2 separate regions of the Mus musculus genome follow, and region 1 is linked to region 2. Evidence: chromatin contacts called from public HiChIP or PLAC-seq data. All regions are on one chromosome and are shown on one strand. Each heading gives the region's core, a stretch centred on a gene start, on an enhancer-like site or on the middle of the called end of the contact. The rest is flanking DNA. Distances are from core to core; before and after follow the strand shown. Region 1 overlaps Hadh (hydroxyacyl-Coenzyme A dehydrogenase). Region 2 has its middle 95 kb from the start of Gm36520.

Region 1 (4,996 bases), core at 138-2,637, 290 kb before region 2:
GATGCTCTCAGTTTGCTCTTGCTGTTTCTCTGGGTGGCCTGTGGCCTTTCTCCGTTGTACATTTCTGGATCCTGTGTCAGAACATGGGTCTGTCCTGGAGTTGCTGAGTGTCATGTGGGTGCGTTTGCAGATCTTACCCTGTGGTCTGGACTCCAGTGTAATGTCCTCTTATAACGTCCCTTTGTCACTGGGTATTCAGTTGGCCAACTCTGAGGCGTGCTGAGACACATGCCCACTTTTTTGGGTTCTGCGTTTTCATTGAAGCCTTTAGATACCCCCTCTGTTGGTTGCTACCTGTCACCTTTGATCCCTCGATGTCAACGGTGTTCCTCTTCTCTCCCAGCCCCACCTCCTCCTACCAGGCCACCATACTGAGGCTCGGCCACACAGCTATCCTGGTCACTACATGCTTTCTCGGGTCTGTCTCCTACACCATGCTCGCCAAGAAAGTGGAGGACCCTGTTCCCTCTTTTTGTCCGTGTTCCCGGCTGGTGCGCTGGCTTTGTTCCCTGGCTCCTTTAGGGAGAATCTTTCTGTCCCGGCTTGTGTGTGTTTGTCCCTGCAGTTTGGTAAATGCTGTTTTGGTGGTAGAGCCGTCTGATGGTAGAAGGATGTCTGGGAGACTGAGCAGCTGCCGAATATCATGAGTGCCCACTGCACCTCTCGCACCCTGTGTAGAAAGTCTGAGCTCTGACAGCCTCCTGCAGTAGGCCTGCTTTTCACAGCGGTGTGCTGTCCCTGGCATCATCACTTGATGGGTACGGTGACGCCCCAGCTCTGAGGGCAGAGTAGCGTAGGCTTGGGAAGCTGTCGGCCCTGTCCTGAGCTCGCTCAGCTCTGAAAGGTCAGCGAGGGCGTGTGGTCAGCTCTCCTTAGGACGGCTGTGCTGTAGTAGCCTGGGATGTCATGAACTCACCTTCTTGTCACTGTAGGGTGTCCTAGGCACGCATACAAAGTGCCCACCCCCAAACTCCATACTTACCCTGGCTGGAGATAAATAGAACACTCTTCCGTAACTTGTGTACAAGCCCTGGCTGGGAACTCTTCTACCTCACCCTAAGATTCTGCCATCACCTCCATGTACATCATTCCATCAGAGCCCCAATGCTGTCCCTGAGCTCTAAACTGGGCATAATCCGCCATTGCTCTCTCTGATAGCTCTCCTAAGGGCCGTTTGCCTCCCTCCCCTATGGCACGCCACATCTGACTTCCCAGCTGTCGTCTTTCCTGGGGCATGATCAGAGTCCTCATCTTCATGTCCCCAACAGCTCACTCCAGACAGAGTGGGGATTTAGCCGCCTGTCAGGAAGGAGGGTCTGTCTGGCAGGGCTCCGCTCCTTGCTGGTTGGTCCTTGTAGCTGGAGCTTGTAGCTGGTAATGTTGAGACTGACCGGCAGGTGGTGCCAGAGATTTAGACAAGGACTCAACGGTGGCTGCAGGTCCCTGGTCTCTAGCCCCAAGCCTCCAGCCATCTAGGTTTGGAGGGTTTTGTTGTTGTTGTTGTTGTTGTTGTTGTTTTGTTTTGTTTTGTTTTGTTTTGTTTTTTGAGGAAACTTCACCTCATTGTCCTGAGTAAAGTTCAGGGCCACAGTATGTACTCAGGGGAGGTAAAGAGAGTGAAGCGGAGGTCTGTGTGGCTTTTTTGTTTGTTTTTTAAATGGAAGGGCCACCAGGTTCTCAGACAAGTACTGGGCATTGCAGGAATTTAGGTTTAAAGCATGCTATGTGTAACTCCCTCTTGGCCAACGTTTTGTATCTGTTGCTTTTCTATATTTTTCTCTTTGCCTATTTACTCTGATTTGCTTACGATTTTTTTTTAATTGTGTTGACTTTGTATAAGAGTACTGATTTTAAAAAAATACTTTGTGCCGTTCAATAATTTTGGAAATAGTAATAATTTTCAAGTGAGGATCTGAATTGGGAATTATAGTCTTGCCTTTGGCTCTGACTATGGGTTTGATTAAATGACTTTAGGTTAGGTTAGAAGCTGTTAGATTTCTGTCCCCGGGCCGTGTGCATTCTTTTGAGGGGACACTGCCTTTTTAAATGAGCTGTCAGTGTGGCTCTGACAGCTGTGGAGAGACACAGCGATGATGGGTGTTCTGGCTCTTGGGCCTAGCTGCTTCTGTTTCATGCGCTGCAGGGTGGGGTTGGGGGGTGGGGCGTGGGGGAGAGGTTCTGATTGGAGCCATGTGACAGAAGCCTAGAATAAGGCTAAGGCTTGAAGGTATAGGAGGGCTACTGTTCCAGGCCCAGGCCACGGCTTGCAGGAAGCAGACCTGGAGCAGGAGCCTGTAAGGGGGTTACGTCTGGCATCTGGAGGCCACTTTAGCATCGCGCGTCTCCACATCCTGAACAATGTGTGTGCGAGCTGTGGAGTTAGAGCCCGGTCTGTACTGCGCGTACCGGCTCATGTCCTCTGCGCATGTGCTGTAGTGTCTGTCTCCAGTGCCCTTCCAGCTTCCTTTGGGAGTCTCTGCACCCTTCAGAACCCCGGCCTCAGAGGCAGAGGACTGAGCTGGTGAAGTCTGAGTGCTTCTGTTCATCTTTGCCTGCACATCGTGAGCTGGTTTGGATGCTGCAGTGCTTGCCCCCCACCCCCACCCTGTTATGTCACCAGTAGCTTGAACACTTTGCCCATGTCTCATTGCAAGTGTCTAGTGGCCGGTACATAATAGATCTAATACTTCAGTGACGGAACACTTGCTTAGCATGCGCGTGACCCTGGGTTTGATGCCTCACCCTGCCGGGGGCTCAGGAGGGAGAATGGGGTGTTGGAGACCACGGGTGAGGTTCATGTGTGTGACTATTTTTTTAAGGCCCACTACCTTAAATTCAAAGTGTGATTTCTTAGAGGCTTCTAATTCCAATTTCTTAAAGATTTATTTATTTATTTATTTATTTATTTATTTATAGTATCTCTTAGAATAACAGGAAGGAGCTGGGCATTGTAGATGAATACTTGTGAAAACTGCTCTCAGTAATGCACAGCAAGTGGAGCATGGTGGCTCTGTCTGGGCTGTCCTTACGCGGGTGCCTTGACTGTGAATACAGCCCCAGTACAACATTCCTTTGTAAAACAGGAAATTAAAAAACAAAACAAAACATATGCAACACAAACAGAAACCTAAGCATGTGTGAGTTTTTATGTGTGCATATATATATATATGTGTGTGTGTGTGTGTGTGTGTGTGTGTTTGCACATGTGTGTATATGTGCTTATGTTTGTATGTATGTGTGCATATATGTACATGTATGAGTGTATATGTATATATTTATATGTGTATATGTTTGTACGTGTGTACATGTATGTGGGGTGGGTGTATAGTTATGAAGCCCATTTATAAAAGAACACTCTCTAGTATTAAATGACATTTTTGTGAAGGACTCTAGACTTGGCAAATCTGAAGCTGTGAGGGAGGCAGTGCTCCCAGGGCCAGGCTGCTCACTCCAGGAACTGCGCAGCAGAGTCTAGAAGGTTCCTCATTCGTTGCAGTTGATTTGAAAAGCTTAGGACCAGTGTAGCCTGTGATCTGGGACAGAAATCTTACCCACAGCAGCAACATGGGCTTTTGGACATTTTCTGATGTGTGTGTTATACAACCTTGGAGGTTCTAGAGGTGACTTAGGGATGGGGAGAGATGGAGAAAGGTGGTGGAGACTCGGGGCTCTTGTCTCTGCAGGCGATGCGTCTAAGGAAGACATCGATACAGCGATGAAGCTGGGAGCTGGGTATCCCATGGGTCCGTTTGAGCTTCTTGACTATGTTGGACTGGATACTACAAAGTTCATCTTGGACGGTAGGTTTTAAACCTCCTCTTTGTTTTCCCCACTGGGTTGAATTGGTCTCTTAGAACTATAAGTTGTAATGTCAGTTAAGAAATAATTACAATGAACCTTGAGACTTGTCAAAGTCCTGCCTTACCTAGTCCATTTCGAGTTACTGTGACCAAATGCTTGAGGTAGGATACTTTATAAAGGAAACAAATGAGTTGTGTGTCTTTTGGTTCTGATAGCTAGAGATGCTCCAAATGACAAGATGATGCCCCTGGCTTTGTCCCAATGTGGCAGAGAGACTAAGAAGCAAAACAGCTGAATACAGAAGGGTCTTAGGAGTGGGTATAGGATGACCCTGGTTTGTAACTGTCTAACCTCTCAAAAGTAATCTAGTCACTAGACTTGACCCATCTCTGAGAAAATTCTAAGCCCACTTGTGTGGGGAGAGCCCTGTGAGTACCTTTCCAGGCCCCAACACTTGAAGGATCCGCTATACGTGGAATCAAGATTTCAACACATCAGCCTTTGGAGAACAAAGCAAGTCCAGCCATAACAGCAGGATAGAGATTCACACTAATGGACAGCCTAGAAGGAGCAAGATGGCCTGTTGTTGTTCAGCAGGGCATCTGTTTTTAACCTTTCATTTGGATCCAACTATAGATCTATAGGGTTCTATGCACCCTTCAGTTCCCCTCCAATAGGTGTATCTTGAATAACCACAGTGCAAAACAAGAGTCAGGATATTGACAGTGGTACACTTGTGTCACACCGTCGTGAGCCAATGTGTGTTACCTCCATTGAAAGCAAGCTGTTCAGAGATGGAGTTTTAAGCATCGTGGGTTTTGGAGACAGCACAAGAATAATTATTAAGCTGGAATTCTGAAGTCAAATGTATTATACTGCTCCAGTATTTCACCAAAACCTTTAAATATTGGGGGAGGAAAAGGGTTGTTTTAGTTGACTTAGAAAATTTAAAATTATATGAGGCTGCAAACTACCTACGGGAACAACCTAGGACTTAGCTTGGATGTGGAAAACTCTTTTCAGTTTCTGTTTGTGCTCTTAGGTCTTTGCCTTGGTTTGCAGGGAGTCCTGTGTGACAGGGAGCCCTCCAGTGGAGCTAGGCTTCTAGTAGCAAGCCTGCTATAGAGTCAATGTTGGCTGTACCCGTGCAGCCTGCCTGGTGCCTCTGCCATGTTGGCCTGCATGGATTCTGTGC
Region 2 (4,479 bases), core at 1,145-3,644:
GGGTAAACAGAGGCAACATTAGTGCAAAATGATAGTTCCCATAAAATAGAAGACGGTGTGCCACACTTAAACATGTTGGCCTTTGATTGCTAGACTGTTTAAACTTGGAACACTAACTGAAAATATAGTGCTTTTATTTGAAAATGTCAATAGTTTGTATTTTGAAGGCTGATTTCAGAAACCCCAGTGCAATGGACAAATCATAGTGATCCTGTGAATGATTATAAAAAGATGGAAAACAAGAAAACGCTCTCAACCAAAAACAAAACAAAACAAAACAAAAACAAAAACAACAACAACCAGCCGGGCGTGGTGGCACATGCCTTTAATCCCAGCACTCGGGAGGCAGAGGCAGGCGGATTTCTGAGTTCAAGGCCAGCCTGGTCTACAGAGTGAGTTCCAGGACAGCCAGGGCTACACAGAGAAACCCTGTCTCGAAAAACCAAAAAAGAAAAAAAGAAAAGAAAAAAGAAAAGAAAACGCTCTCTCTGCTTCGGTTAGAAATAGCCCACTGATAGGGCTAGAGAGATGGCTTAGCAGTCAAGGACGACTTCTGCTCTTGCTGAAGACCTGGGTTCATTCTCAGTGCCAACATCAGGTGGCTCACAGCCAACTGTAAATCTAGATCCAGGGGATCCTGCACCCTCCGATCTCCATGGACACCTGCTGTACATGGTACACATAAACTCACACCAGGGTACACATAAAAAAAATCCTTCACTATTTGATCCCATGAAACTTACCCTGTAGAAATGGGTGCAGCTGTTAAACAATAGACTTCACCATTGTTAAACTATAACTATAGAATCTAAATATTAGTAACACAGGTACGTTAAATTATAGCTATAATCTTGGCAGTCAGGAACCCAGGAGACTGAGACAAAGGGATCCTTGCACGTTCTAGGAACACCCCCTGCCTCAGTTCATTCCATGGCTGGGCAGAAGCAGCCCAGGGTTATCCTATGCTAACATTCAATGCTAGAAAAATTGTTCTAATAATGAAGGAAGGATGTGTCATTAAGAATTGTAAGATTAAACCTAACATGTTCATGAGCTAGCTACACAGTGAGAGAGTGATGAGAACCACTTTGGTTGTCTCTGTCCACAGGACATCCACTAACATTTCTTCTGGAGCTAGCCTACAGGTGGTAGTTGTGTTTACAAGGGAGGGGAGTCCAGGTGTCTTGGCCCTGTGTCTGCCCTACGCTGTGACAGCTGAGTGGAGGATGTGGTTTTGTCGGGCCCACTGTAGAGGCGTATTATTGTGTGCAAGGTGTAATTGGGTATTGCTTCCTGCCTTCAAAGCCCAATCTTTACAGTTTCTCACCAGGCAACAGATCGGGGAATTGAGCAAGGACAGTAAAGAATGAACACAGCAGACTGTGTGTGACAGTAGACCAGAGCATATGGCAACACATATGCTTGGAACACACCAGAAAACGCAACATGCCCTGAGTCATAATCTCCTTGCTTCTGTCCGGTTGTACCTGATGGATGTTAACCTGCTTGGCGGTTCTCTTTATCAAAGGATGCGGTTTCCATGGGACCGTGGGAAGAGCAATCTCTCTGCTCTCACACTGGCTGAAAGGGAGCAGTGTTAGGATGAGAGAGGAGTCAGTCAGTACCTAGAAGGGTCCCTGTACCCGTTGTTCCCGTCCCCTGCTCAGTCTTGCAGATTGTATATGTGTGTAGCTGGGAGGGTGGGGGTGGCTGGGGGGTGGGGTGAACTGACCTGCAGACATACCCTATCTTTTGCCTTTCTTTAGATCCTGCCGGGAAGGCTGTTTGGGGGGCCAGGGAATGGAGCCCAGCACGCAGTATGCTGTTATGCTAAGTCTTCGAGCCTTGCCTAGACTGGGGTAGAGTTGGAGTCAGGGCAATGGAAAGGTCTAGTTGCCAACTGCGCCCTCCTCCAAAGCGCTCCTGCTGACTCTCCCTGCTCAGTCACCCCTTTGTTGACTTCCTATATTTTCACTCAGATGTGGTTTAGTGTTTTCTTTCCAAGGCATATTTTGCATGGAAGAATGCTTTCAGTGAGCTGAGGCCCTAATTGCCAAATAATGGTTGCCAAAACATGTTATTTTGGCTCGAGATGGTACAGAGCAGGAGGCGGTTTCCCCTCCTGAAAAAGAAAGAAAGAAAGAAAGAAAGAAAGAAAGAAAGAAAGAAAGAAAGAAAGAAAGAAAGAAATCCTTCCTCAGCAGCCCAAAAGGCCATTTGCAAACTCGCGACATCCAGGCCTCTGCCATGCCACGGAGCTTCCTTGAGTGAGGGTGACCACCGTCTCCAGCCATTCCCAGCCTCCCCGAGTCTCTTCCGGTGTCTGAGGAGGGGCTGTCTCCCAGCCTGGCCTTTGGCTGTGGGCACTGGGCTGAAGGAAGCCGCCAGGACTTGTCTCCTCCCCAGCCCCGCCAAAGGCTGCCTGCTCCGCCACCCGGCGAGTGTTCCCACCCGGCGTGCTCTCCGAGCAAGCGAGCAAGCGAGCAAGCGAGCGAGCGAGCGGCTGCCAGCTAACTGCAAACACCAGCCGCCCAGCAAGCACGGGGATTCCAAATAGAGACAAATCTGGGGCCCCAGGGGGAAGCTGGATGGAACTGATCAGTATGAGAGATATATCACTGCTAATTAAGTCCGGATCCCCTGGCTCCACTTGAAACAAACCAGGGAGGGATCAGGTTTTGAGAGCAGGTGCTGACTGGCTGCAAAACAGGAGTCCATCACTTGAGGAAAAGGTTTCTGCGTGCAGCCATGGGGGATGAAGTGGGGAGGGGTGGTGGTGGCGCACAACGGGACAGCGACCAGGAGCCCAAGGCTGTTCTGAGAAATGTCATTACGGGACAGAGAGCCACGAGAAGGGACTTTGTCTTAGGACATAAAGGAACTTGTGGAAAAACAACCCTTTAAAACCAAAATAACAACAACAAAACAATAAAACCTACTGCTGTAAGCAAGAACTCCGTGCCTGCCTCATTTTTTGTTTTCTGTTTTTTGTTTTTTTCCCTTTTGATAGCTGACTTACTTTCTTCTCTCGGATGGACAATGGAGTTAATTTAGAGGCGAGTAAACACTTTCCTGGCGACGCCAGAAGCAATTTCATTAGGGTCTGGACAATATGGGATTTGTTGCGACTCAGATGCTGGTCCAGTGTGGGCCCCAAAGCCACCCACCCACCCGGCTGCCTTCCCAGACTGCTGGAGAAAAACCTATTCTGAGTACCAGGAAGTAAATAAGCTTAACAGCATACACTTCAGGGAAGGAAGTGTGACAGTTGTCTTCATGAAGAGGAAATATGTTTATAAGGATCTAGACAGCATACACTGTGTTTTTGTTTGTTTGTTTTGTTTTGTTTTTTTTGTTTTTTTAATCTGGAACGTTTCCTTCACACTTGAAATTATTGTTCTCTTTTACAGTCAACCTGGATTGTCAGTGTTCTCATCTGAGGACTCTGCCAATCAATCCACAATGATTCTATGAAGTAAGTGTGGCTTGAAAAGGTTACGGTGACCAGAGATTTGAATGTCTACAGAGCCCATCTCTTACTGCCACAATGTTCCTTTTCCTCTGAGCTCCAGACTGCCATAAAAATAAAGCTGCTTTTTAGATATCAAATACATTGAATGAATGAATGAATGAATCTTGTGATGTTAAAGATTAGTCTTGCTGTGACCTGAGAAATTCTTCTAATATATGCAAAGTCTAGTATTCTGCAGATCTCCTGTTTGGGGGACAATATTTGTATTGAGTTTAAAGACATCATTCTGAGGGTCTTCCTTTGATCTGTATGAGGAATGCTCTTAACGCTGGTAGCATTGGGCCACATTGGGCATATTTAGCTGAAGTTGCTAGCTGTGGCTCCAGGAATCATTATCAACACAATTTCCTTTTTCTTATGACATGTAATCTTTTCCCTCTCTTCACACCCTAGTCTTCCAACTATTCTTGCCATTGGGTACCTACTGCTTTTGCGTTCCGTCCCTAGACTCTGAGCACAGGTTTTCTCTGGGTTGTATTCTCTGCTTTTCATGCTATTTATTAGTTTTATAGCAATAGAGCTGAGCACTTCCTGTGTCTGTCTTAGGATCATAGACATCATCCAGCCCTAAACAGAGAAGAGCCTGGGTCCTTGTTCCCACACCAACTAACCTGAAAAGGAACCCAGAGGTGTTCACAAAGCTCGTGTGTACGAGAGCCATTGTCTCATGAATGGTTATGAAGAGAAAGATGCATCTGCCGCGGTGGTGCATACTGCTTTTCCTGAGAGCAGAAGGGGTGGGCACCGCGGTTGAAGCAGAGTTGGGAATGCTCAGGGGAGGGTTTCATGGCCTGGTTTAGCTCTAGTTGTCCCTGCTGGCCCCATCCCACTGTCCTTTTTGTCCTCCACAAGGCTCTCATCCTTGGTTGTGACTCCTGTTGCTCAATGAAGAAGCCCTGTGGTTTTAGTCAATGTGGTTTTGCCAGAAGGCTTTGCTAGTGGCTGGA

What was found. HiChIP or PLAC-seq counts read pairs in DNA pulled down with a chosen protein or histone mark.
Region 1: a contact with region 2 is called in an H3K27ac HiChIP or PLAC-seq map of regulatory T cells, with 5 times the contacts expected there. The contact joins two enhancer-like sites. A contact is called at or near these places in 1 of 15 datasets of contacts at CTCF or cohesin (the NIH/3T3 cell line), 9 of 484 Hi-C or Micro-C datasets (the C2C12 cell line, MC3T3-E1-derived osteoblasts, the N1E-115 cell line and 5 more) and 8 of 115 datasets of contacts at active chromatin or transcription factors (astrocytes, double positive thymocytes, embryonic forebrain and 5 more).

What each region holds. Positions count from the first base shown.
Region 1 is chr3:131,234,347-131,239,342 of GRCm38.p6, reverse strand. Hadh (hydroxyacyl-Coenzyme A dehydrogenase) reads left to right here. Exons shown (of 8, transcript NM_008212.4): 7 at 3,684-3,800. Among named protein-coding and RNA genes, the nearest start is that of Hadh, 35 kb to the left of the region's middle. Within about 2 kb of position 1,387, at least 12 of the 459 cell types and tissues checked have an H3K27ac peak or open chromatin away from gene starts, as enhancers often do. A contact at or near this core is called in regulatory T cells, where this site is marked.
Region 2 is chr3:130,944,231-130,948,709 of GRCm38.p6, reverse strand. No RefSeq gene overlaps it. Among named protein-coding and RNA genes, the nearest start is that of Gm36520, 95 kb to the right of the region's middle. Within about 2 kb of position 2,394, at least 180 of the 459 cell types and tissues checked have an H3K27ac peak or open chromatin away from gene starts, as enhancers often do. A contact at or near this core is called in regulatory T cells, where this site is marked.